2 separate regions of the Sus scrofa genome follow, and region 2 is linked to region 1. The links are chromatin contacts, called in public promoter capture Hi-C maps. All regions are on one chromosome and are shown on one strand. Each heading gives the region's core, a stretch centred on a gene start, on an enhancer-like site or on the middle of the called end of the contact. The rest is flanking DNA. Distances are from core to core; before and after follow the strand shown. Region 1 overlaps KIAA1671. Region 2 overlaps KIAA1671.

Region 1 (4,484 bases), core at 761-3,260:
TGTCCTCTAACCTCAGGAAAAGAAAAGCCAGGGCTGGGAGTGGGGGGTGGGGTGTTGGCTCTGAAAACAATGTACAACCTGACACCTCTTTAGTCAGGGTGTCCTCTCTGGCTGTGTGCTGGCTGGCAGCCTCCCACCTGGGCGGGAAGACACAGGAATGCAGGGAGAATCAGCTAAGGTGGGGCTGAACCAGGAAGTCCTACCCCTTCTGGGGCCAGGAGGAATCTGGGAGTTGTAGTTTGGCATGTCTGAGCTATTTCCCCCCACCACCCCACCCCCAAAAGCTTGATGGGGGTAGAAGAACTGACACTGGGCCTGAGGTGGGCATTTCTTGTGGTGCAGAGTTGGGGGTGGGCTGGCTAGGGTTGGGGACACATCTGCACTGGGGGCCCCTGTGAGGAATGGCAGAAAAAGAACAGTTTTCTCCCTTCCCCCTGCTTAAGTTGTGGGATAGAGAAGAGATGCCAAGATGCAGGACTGAGCCAGATGGGGAGGTGAGAGGGATAATAATTCAAGAGAACCCTCAGCCCATACATTCTGGTTAACTGAAATTTGCTGAGGAGAGACAGTAAGTTCCGATAAAGTTAGGGAGGAGAGGCAGCAGAAGGTACCCTGTCAGTTCTTGGCCATTCATGCATTAACCTGGTAATTATTAAATGCAGTATTTATTGAGCACTTACCATTGTCAAGCCCTGCTCAAGGCCTGAGAATCAGGAGTTAACTAACTAGACAAGAGCCTCTGTCTCCAGAAGTTCTGGAGAGGGCAGCAGAGAGTCAACAGTGATTTGCCTTTGTTCATATAGTATACTCATAATGTAAAAGCCCTGCTTAAAGGTGGAATTTTGGGGCATTTCAGCTTTCAACCCAACCATTCTCTGTCCCCTACCTCGAAGATCCCATCCTGGGAGTCATAGTTGTATTTAAAAGCCACGGAGTTGGGTCCTATTGATGGCTTCATTCATTCAGATGATACAGGAGATTATTCTAGGATGTAAGACTTCATGGGGCCTCTATCTCACCATTTCTGGGTTTTGTCACTATGGGAAAGTCTCTTAGGGAGCCTCAGGCTGCTCCTTGGTAACATAATGGAGTGCTGATCCTTACTTCGAAAGTGTAGGTTAAAAGATACAATGGATATATATTTCCTATAGCAGCTGTGGCTTCTCACACACACAAACACACAAATTGAAAATGAGGTAAGAGAACTCCATGCTAATTCTCCTCAAGCCACACAGCGTGCTCTCTCTTTTTTTTTTTTTTTTTGTCTTTTGTCTTTTTAGGGCCCTCCCTGCGGCATATGGAGGTTCCCAGGTTAGGGGTCTAACCTGAGCTGTAGCCACTGGCCTACGCCAGAGCCACAGCAACACTGGATCGGAGCCACGTCTGCGACCTACACAACTCACCGCTACGCTAGATCCTTAACCCACTGAGCAAGGCCAGGGATCGAACCTGCAACCTCATGGTTCCTAGACGGATTTGTTAACCACTGCGCCACAACGGGAACTCCCTCTCTTTGACTTTTTTGAGGACTGACTGACAGTAAATGCATGTTTGAGTTTAGGTTCTTCAGTAATTCAGTATCCATACAATTCCTTCCTAAGGAAGGAAGCACGAGTAACAAATACAATTCAACTTATTTGTGGAAATATTGTTTAAAACGTATGTAAGCTCTTGAGAGCCTGGATTTTGCTAATTGCTTCACCACTGGGTCCCTGGAGTCAAGCATACTGTAGATGCTTAATAAAGACCTATGGAATGAAATGAGTAAAGGATAGCAAAACAGACATCTTGTCGTTCAGGAAAGACTTCCTATGATTTTCTCAACTTGTCCAATAAGTCTCTATACACCTCACCCCTCACATCCACCTCAACACAATGGCAGCAGTCATGGCATACAGTAGGCGCCCCAGCGGAGTGAACAAACTATCCCAGGTCCCCCGACCTTGCGTGCAATTCCCTGCTCGCCACAGAGCAGCGCGAGAGCTACATGTAGACCTCGTTCGCTCCCCTGTCAGCGACAGCAGCCCAAGCAATTCAATAGGCGAGGCTTTACCAAGCGCCTCTAAAGTTCCCCAACTGCATTAGGCTCTCGCGGGCGCAGACTCCGCGGCAGGTCGGTGTCCTTTGCGGGGGGAACCCCGGCCAGAGCCGGGGAATGATCCCCGGAAGGTGGATGGGGATCGTGAACAACATTCTGAATCCAGCGCGACGGGGCCGGATCCGGGAGCCCTTCTGGGAGAAGTGTCGGGGCAAACTCGCGACCTCTGACCTGCCTGACCGCCCCCCGACCCAGGCACCAGCCCGAGAGACTGATCCCGCCGGCCGCGCTCCGCCCCGGGGCCCTCCGCGCAAGCGCCGCCGGCCGCGGTTCCCATGGTGACGGGGCGCTTCCCCCGCCGAGGCCCCGCCCCCAGCAGGGTAGGCTGCGCTGGGCCGCGGGCTGCGCGGGCAGGTGTCGCGGGCTCCGGGCAGGTGGCGGCGCGGCGCGGGCAGGCGGCGGCGGCTCCAGGGTAGGTTGCGCGGCGGCGGCGGTGGATGGGGGCTGGCCATCCGCCCCGGGTCCCCGGCCTGAGAGGGGCTGGGGAGGAGGCGGCCGGCGATGGCCGCCAAGTTTCGGCTTGGCTAAGGCCCCGGGAGAAAAGTTGGCAAAGTTAGCCGGGGAAGAGGTGGGGACCCGGTGGATCTCCCCCGGCTCTGGGTCTTCGAGGAGGGGGCGCCCCGATTTGGTAGCCAGGAGATCTGTCTCTCGAGACTTGGGAGTGGATCCCTCGAGAAGATCCCGCACTGGGGAGCCAGTGGATCCCGCGCCACCTGGCTGAAGACTTGGAAGTCGATCCCAGGAGTGATCTGGCGCCGGTGGCCTGCAGTCCCCATTCGACCCCCAGCCTGGGGGTGACTGGACGGTGATTTGAAACTGGGAGCTAGTTGATTCCTTTACCCCACTCCTCACTGGTCCGAGCCTTAGGAGTGATTCCTAGAGGAGATCTGGTGGCGGGGGGCTGGAGGATCGCTGGAGATCCGGGCTACCCAGCCTGGAACTACTAGGCTCTGGACGTCCGTGAGGGTTGGAGGCCCAGGAGGTGGACACTGGGATGCGGGGTATGGATCGAGGCCGAGCCCGGGGTAAAGGGATCCAGCGGGCAGCAGTGGGGGTGGAGAGAGCAGCTCACCGGGCCCCAAGGGCTCTGGGGCTCCAAACGCACCCCCCCCCCGCCGCCCGCGGGCCTGCGCTCCCCTCTGCGCGCTTCCCAGGGCAGAGGTGCCCTGATGGGATTAAGGCTCCATCTCCTCCGCTCCCCAGTCAGCTTGAGTGGCCATCACCCCGCTGGTGGCGCCAAGTGGGGCTACAGGCAGGGCCCCAGGGAACGGAAGCGTCTCTTTGACCCCCGACCCGGGCCTGACCTTTCCACACCCTCCTAGCACACCCTTGGCTCGGAGTTGGGCGCCGCGCCCTGAAACCCTGATCTCCGTCGGTCCGCAGTGGGGTGTGTGCCCTCGCGCGCCGCCTAGGTGGCCAGGGCTTCCTGCCCGCGGGACTGAACTTTCTCTAGCTAGGAGCTGCCATTACCTTTTGGAAGGGAATGGACTGTACCTGTTGCACAAAGAAAGTGCTTTTTCTTTTCAGCTTCTTTGGATCTTGGACAAAACACTTAACCTCTTTGAGCTCAGGTCTCCCTTCTGGGCAAAATGGAGTGGGGGGTCACCCTTCTCTTTCTTTTGGGTGACTGGCAGGATTAATAGATATAATAGGTAAGGGCTCTGTAAATATTAGTGGGTCCTCCTTCTGTGGCTTCTCCTTGCGGAGGTCTTAGCCCCTGCCCCATTCCCCAGGGTATTTGAGGGAAGGCTGCAGAAACCCAACTTGCTGTCTTTTTAAACTGCAGGATTAGAGAGATATTTAACTTGGTCTTTCTTCCAAAGGAATATAATTGCCCCTCTGATCCCCCTTGCAGAGAGAAGCTCTAGGGCTTGGCTAATCAGTAACCAGGACAGTTGGACAAGGCTTCTCCCTGGGCCCAGCTTTCCCTTTGCTAATCCATCGAAGCTCCTGGACAAACATGTGTTCACCCCCAGACGCTGGAGTCTCATCCCTGGGACCGCTCCAGGGGTAGTTGTGCAGACACTAGCTGCCGTCCTGGTGGTTTTAGGGGGAGTCCTTTTTAAAGGATTTGCATGCTTGACAAGAGTGCAGTTACCCTAGGGAAGTACAGGGTTTCATTCAGGACAGTGTCTGGGCACGTGAGCCAGCACCTTAAGTCAATCACTGTGTGTATTGAGCACCTACTGTGTGGCAGGTGGTGTAGAAATGGTGTGACCCGGGGCAGTATAGGATCTGTCTCCCGGCTTGCAATCTAGCTATGAGCAATCAACTTGCCTTGCACTCCAGTGAGGCAGCTATGCTGATCCTTGATGTTGGGGGTGCGGCCCTCAACCTGGAAATGCCACACCCCTCCTTGGAGGTCCTGGGGGCTGACTTTTATTCC
Region 2 (4,469 bases), core at 1,932-4,431, 69 kb after region 1:
GTATGTAGTATGCATGTCATATGCATGTTGTATTGTGCAACATGTATATTGCATGAATGTTGAATATGTGTCACATGTATATAGGGTGCATGTATGTGTGTGGCATGTGTGTAGCATGCATATAGTGTGTCTGTATGTAGTATGTGTGTTATATACCACATTGCCACCTGTATATAGTATGTATTGTGTAGTTATTAATATGCCATGTGTGTGAAGCATGTATGTGGCATGTATTTAGTGTGTGCATGGTCTGTACTGCTTAGGTACATCATTGTGTGTTGTTATTATGTAGTATTCATGTGGTATGTATGTATGTTGGATGTATATAGTGTGTATTTATGTGTGTAGGCACAGATAGGTAAATGCATATTGTTTTATGGAGACTTCGCAGCATTCTACAGAAAATCTCACAACTTGCTTTTTTCATAAGTATAAAATTTTTTGGAAATTTTTAATATAATTTTTTTTGGTCTTTTAGGGCCACACCTGTGGCATATGGAAGTTCCCAGGCTAGGGGTCCAATGGAGCTGTAGCTGCCGGCCTACACCACAGCCACAGCAATATGGGATCCGAGCAGCATCTGCGACCTACACCACAGCTCACGCAACACCGGATCCTTAACCCACTGAGTGAGGCCAGGGATCAAACCCGCATCCTCATGGGTTTGTTAACTGCTGAGCCACGACGGGAACTCCAGATTTTTAATATAATTTTTAAAGATTACTTTCCATTTACAGTTATGACAAAATATTGGCTGTATTCCCCAAGGTGTACAGTACATCCTTGGGGCCTATCTCACATCCAGTAGTTTGTGCCTCCCCTCCCCCATCCTTATATTGCCCCCTCCCCTACTAGTAACCGCTAGTTTGTTCTCTACATTTGTGAGTTTCCTTCTTTTTTTTGTTATATGCACTAGTTTGCTTTATTTTTTAGATTCCATACATAAGTGATGTGATACAGTATTTGTCTTTCTCCGTCTGACTTAACTCACTTCGCATAATGCCTTCCAGGTCCAACCATGCTGCTGTGAATGGCAACATGTCATTCTTTTTAATTTCATTGTATATATACCGCATCTTCTTTATCCATTCATTTGTCCATGAACACTTAGGTTGCTTCCATACCTTGGCAATTGTAAATAATGCTGCTGTGAACATTGGGGTGCAGGGATGTTTTCGAGTTAGGGTTTATGTTTCTTTTTTCAGATATATACCCTGATGACTTCCTTTTTAAAATTTAACATAATCGTGCATACATGATGCATAATCGTGCATATACCTAATATGTAGAGCATAATCACCTTTTTATTTTTAATGGCTCCCAGGTATTTTATTATGGGTCTGGGCCCAAATGTTTTTATCCAGACTCTTGTTGATAGACATTTGGATTGAGTTGAGATTTAGGGCTTCATTGAGCATCTGGAGGCACAGCTTTGCTTCCTTGGGTGAGGATTTCTTGACTGACAGGCAGTTCTGCTCGTGCGCCCCACACGGGGTGTGTGACTGCAACTCAAGTGATTCCTTCCTTCCTCCCTCCATCCCTCCCTTCCTCTCACTCTTTTTCTTCCTTTTTCACTTAACGTTCATCAAAACTTTGCCCCAGGCCCGATTATAGTCTTCCATTTAATCAAATGATTCTGTTTTCCTTTTGAGGAGAATATCTTCACGTGACTCCAAAAACACAAAGCAGAAATTCCCCCAGACCTGGCATTCTCCATCCGCCCATTCCTTTTCATCCAATAATCATATTCCTTTCTGTCCAAATTCTTTTAGAGTTTCTTTACAAAAATACAAGCAAATATGAACATATAGTCTTATTTTCGCCTCCTTTTCCCACAAAAGAGCGCATCCTATACAACTGGTTGAACCTTTGGCTGCCAGCAAGAGTAGCCCAGGGCATCCTAAAAGACAGCAGGTCAGGGGCCTCCCCTCCCCCAGACCATTGTGGCTCAAGTCTCTGGGTGGGGCCTGCCTTTGTTAGTCTTAAAAGCTCCCCTGGGGATTCTTGGGTGGAGGGCCCCTGCTGAACCCACAGATCTGCCACCTGCCTTTTTTTTCCCCTCCAGATAAAGCATCTTGCAGAGTTTGTGCCTTCAGCCTGCAGAGAGCCTGCATCCTCATTATTTCTGATGGCTGCATAGTAGAGCAGCATGGGTGATATTTCCCATCTCCTAGTATTTACAAACCACGTATGTGCAGGTGTATCTGAGGGTTCAGAATGGTGACTGCCCGTCCAAGGAGGGGAGGGATTGTGATTTCGCTGGACCGTGCCAGCATGCCCTGCACTGGAACTGTACCAGTTCACGTCCTGTCGTCCCCCTCATCTTGTCGCTTGTGTATGAGGCCATTTGTACTTCCCTCCTGTAATCAGCTTGCTTGAGTTCTGCCCCTTTTCTTTTGGAAGAGGAGTTCTTTATTAGGAAGATGAACGCTTTCTACTTTTATGATTTGATTTTTCCCTGGAAATAGCCCCCAACTGCAAACAGGGCAGATCCGACATTGGTCAGACCTAGCTTTGTGACTTATCAGTTGTGTGACAGCAGGAGCCTTGCCCAGCCTCTCTGAGCCTCAGTCTCTTCATCTGTGAAGAAGGAATCCTGTTTGCCTCACGGACTTGCTGGAGATTTATCCTATAGTCAGGTGCCCGGCTCAGGGCCTGACGTGAAGAAGGTTTGAGGAAATCCGAGGGGTGCACTTAGGGTCAGCCTCCATTGTGCCATTCATTGAATAGATGTACAAATGAACCCAGTGCCAGGCTGCCGCGTCCAGCGCTGCAGGGCAACGGGGAATCCTGGAAGGGGGATGGTGCGGTATAACAAAACACACAAGACTCTTTCTTCTACATCTAGAAAGTGGGGGACCAGGAGGCACTCCGTTCAGCAGAACAAAGGCGCTGGGCTTTAGCCCACAAAACTTATTAAGGAAGGTACCATGTGTAGATTTGTGAGCATGAGCAGGCTGAGGCAGTGACAAAGCTACCGCTTAGTGAATAACAAAGGAAACTATTAGCACTGGTGCATCCCTCTAGGGCGTAGTGCAGCTGCTCATAGAATAGCTTGGTTTATGCATAGCTCCCTTATCTTGTCTTTGAAGGAGACCCTGTACTTTAGAACTCTGTGTCAGCAGATATTTGCCTTCTGCAGAGAGTTCAGCAGTTCAGTGGTCTCCAACACCAGGCCCTGTTTTGGGTGCTGGGGCTGCTGGGAGGGCCCAGTCCACTGTGTCAGGCTGCACACGGCAGCCACTGGCCACGTGTGGTTCTTTACATTTAAATTAGTTACAATTAAGTAAGGTCCGAAGTTCAGTTTCTCAGTTGCACTGGACACATCCACGTGCTCCAAAGCCACAAGGGGCCCATGACCATGGCCTTGGGCAGCCTGGATCGAGAGCATTGCCACAATCGCAGAATGTTCCAGTGGACAGCGCTGGTCCAGAAGGGCAAGCACAGTGAGTGGGTGGGGTCATTGAGAGAATGGTAAGCCCCGGGGAGATAGAGTAACCTCCCTGTCACCCCTTCTTCTAAGGGGTGGTCTCACGGGAAGGGACCTGACAGATGCCAGGTGAGCGATGCTTAAAAAGACCCAGGCCGGTGAAGGTCTTCGGAGGGAGGGGTGGGGGGAGGGGAGGCAGAAGCAGCCAGAGAAGAAAGCCCAGCAGGGGGATGAGTTGGTCCTGGGGATGCTGGAGGGACCACAGTGGGCCCTGGGGTGCCCCCCAGAGCTGAGACGGAGAGGTGAGGAGGGGCCGGAGCATAAGGGAGCTAACAGGTTCACCATCTGTGTCTCAGGGAGACCCCTGGCTGCTCCCTGGGTGAGGCTGGAAGCAGGGAGGCCAGTGAAGAGGCTGCCGTGGTCCTCAGACAAGAGGTGACAGGGCTTGCATCACAGTGGTGGCCGTGGAGGGAGGGTTTGCAGCAATGAGGTACAGCTTTATTGAGATATTATTAATGGCCCATGGAAGTCACCCACTTAAAATGTACAATCGATGGCTTTTAGTGTATTCACAGAGTTCTCCAACCATTATCACACCCAATTTTTAAATATCTTCATCACCCCCCACACACCCCGGAAAGCCTTGCACCTACCACGCAGGCATTTCTTGTTTCTCTAATACCCTCCAGTCCTGGGCAGCCATTCATCCACTTTCTGTCTCTATAGATTTGCCAGAATAGGCATTTCATAGGACATTTCATATAAACGGAATCACACAATATGGGGTCCTTTGGGACTGGCCTCTTTCACTTAGTGTAATGTTTTCAAGGTTCATCCATATTGTGGCATCTATCAGCACTCCCTTCCTTTTATGGCTGAATAACATTCTGTTGTGTAGATGTGCCCATTTTATTTGCCCATTCGTCAGTGATGGGCATCTGGCTTGTTCCCACTCTGGCTCTTACAGGGGATGCTGCTCTGAACACATATGTACATGTTTTTGGGTGAACCTAGGCCTTTCATTTCTTTGGCTTTATAC

What was found. Promoter capture Hi-C pulls out the DNA fragments that hold promoters and counts their contacts.
Region 2: a contact with region 1 is called in a promoter capture Hi-C map of fetal liver, with 2.7 times the contacts expected there. The contact joins two enhancer-like sites. A contact is called at or near these places in 3 of 5 promoter capture datasets (fetal liver and liver), 25 of 47 Hi-C or Micro-C datasets (alveolar macrophages, blood, brain and 15 more) and 1 of 2 datasets of contacts at active chromatin or transcription factors (skeletal muscle).

The regions. Positions count from the first base shown.
Region 1 is chr14:42,993,236-42,997,719 of Sscrofa11.1, forward strand. The region is part of intron 1 of KIAA1671; the gene reads left to right. Among named protein-coding and RNA genes, the nearest start is that of TMEM211, 7.6 kb to the left of the region's middle. Within about 2 kb of position 2,011, at least 61 of the 83 cell types and tissues checked have an H3K27ac peak or open chromatin away from gene starts, as enhancers often do. A contact at or near this core is called in fetal liver, where this site is marked.
Region 2 is chr14:43,061,515-43,065,983 of Sscrofa11.1, forward strand. The region is part of intron 7 of KIAA1671; the gene reads left to right. Among named protein-coding and RNA genes, the nearest start is that of TMEM211, 76 kb to the left of the region's middle. Within about 2 kb of position 3,182, at least 4 of the 83 cell types and tissues checked have an H3K27ac peak or open chromatin away from gene starts, as enhancers often do. A contact at or near this core is called in fetal liver, where this site is marked.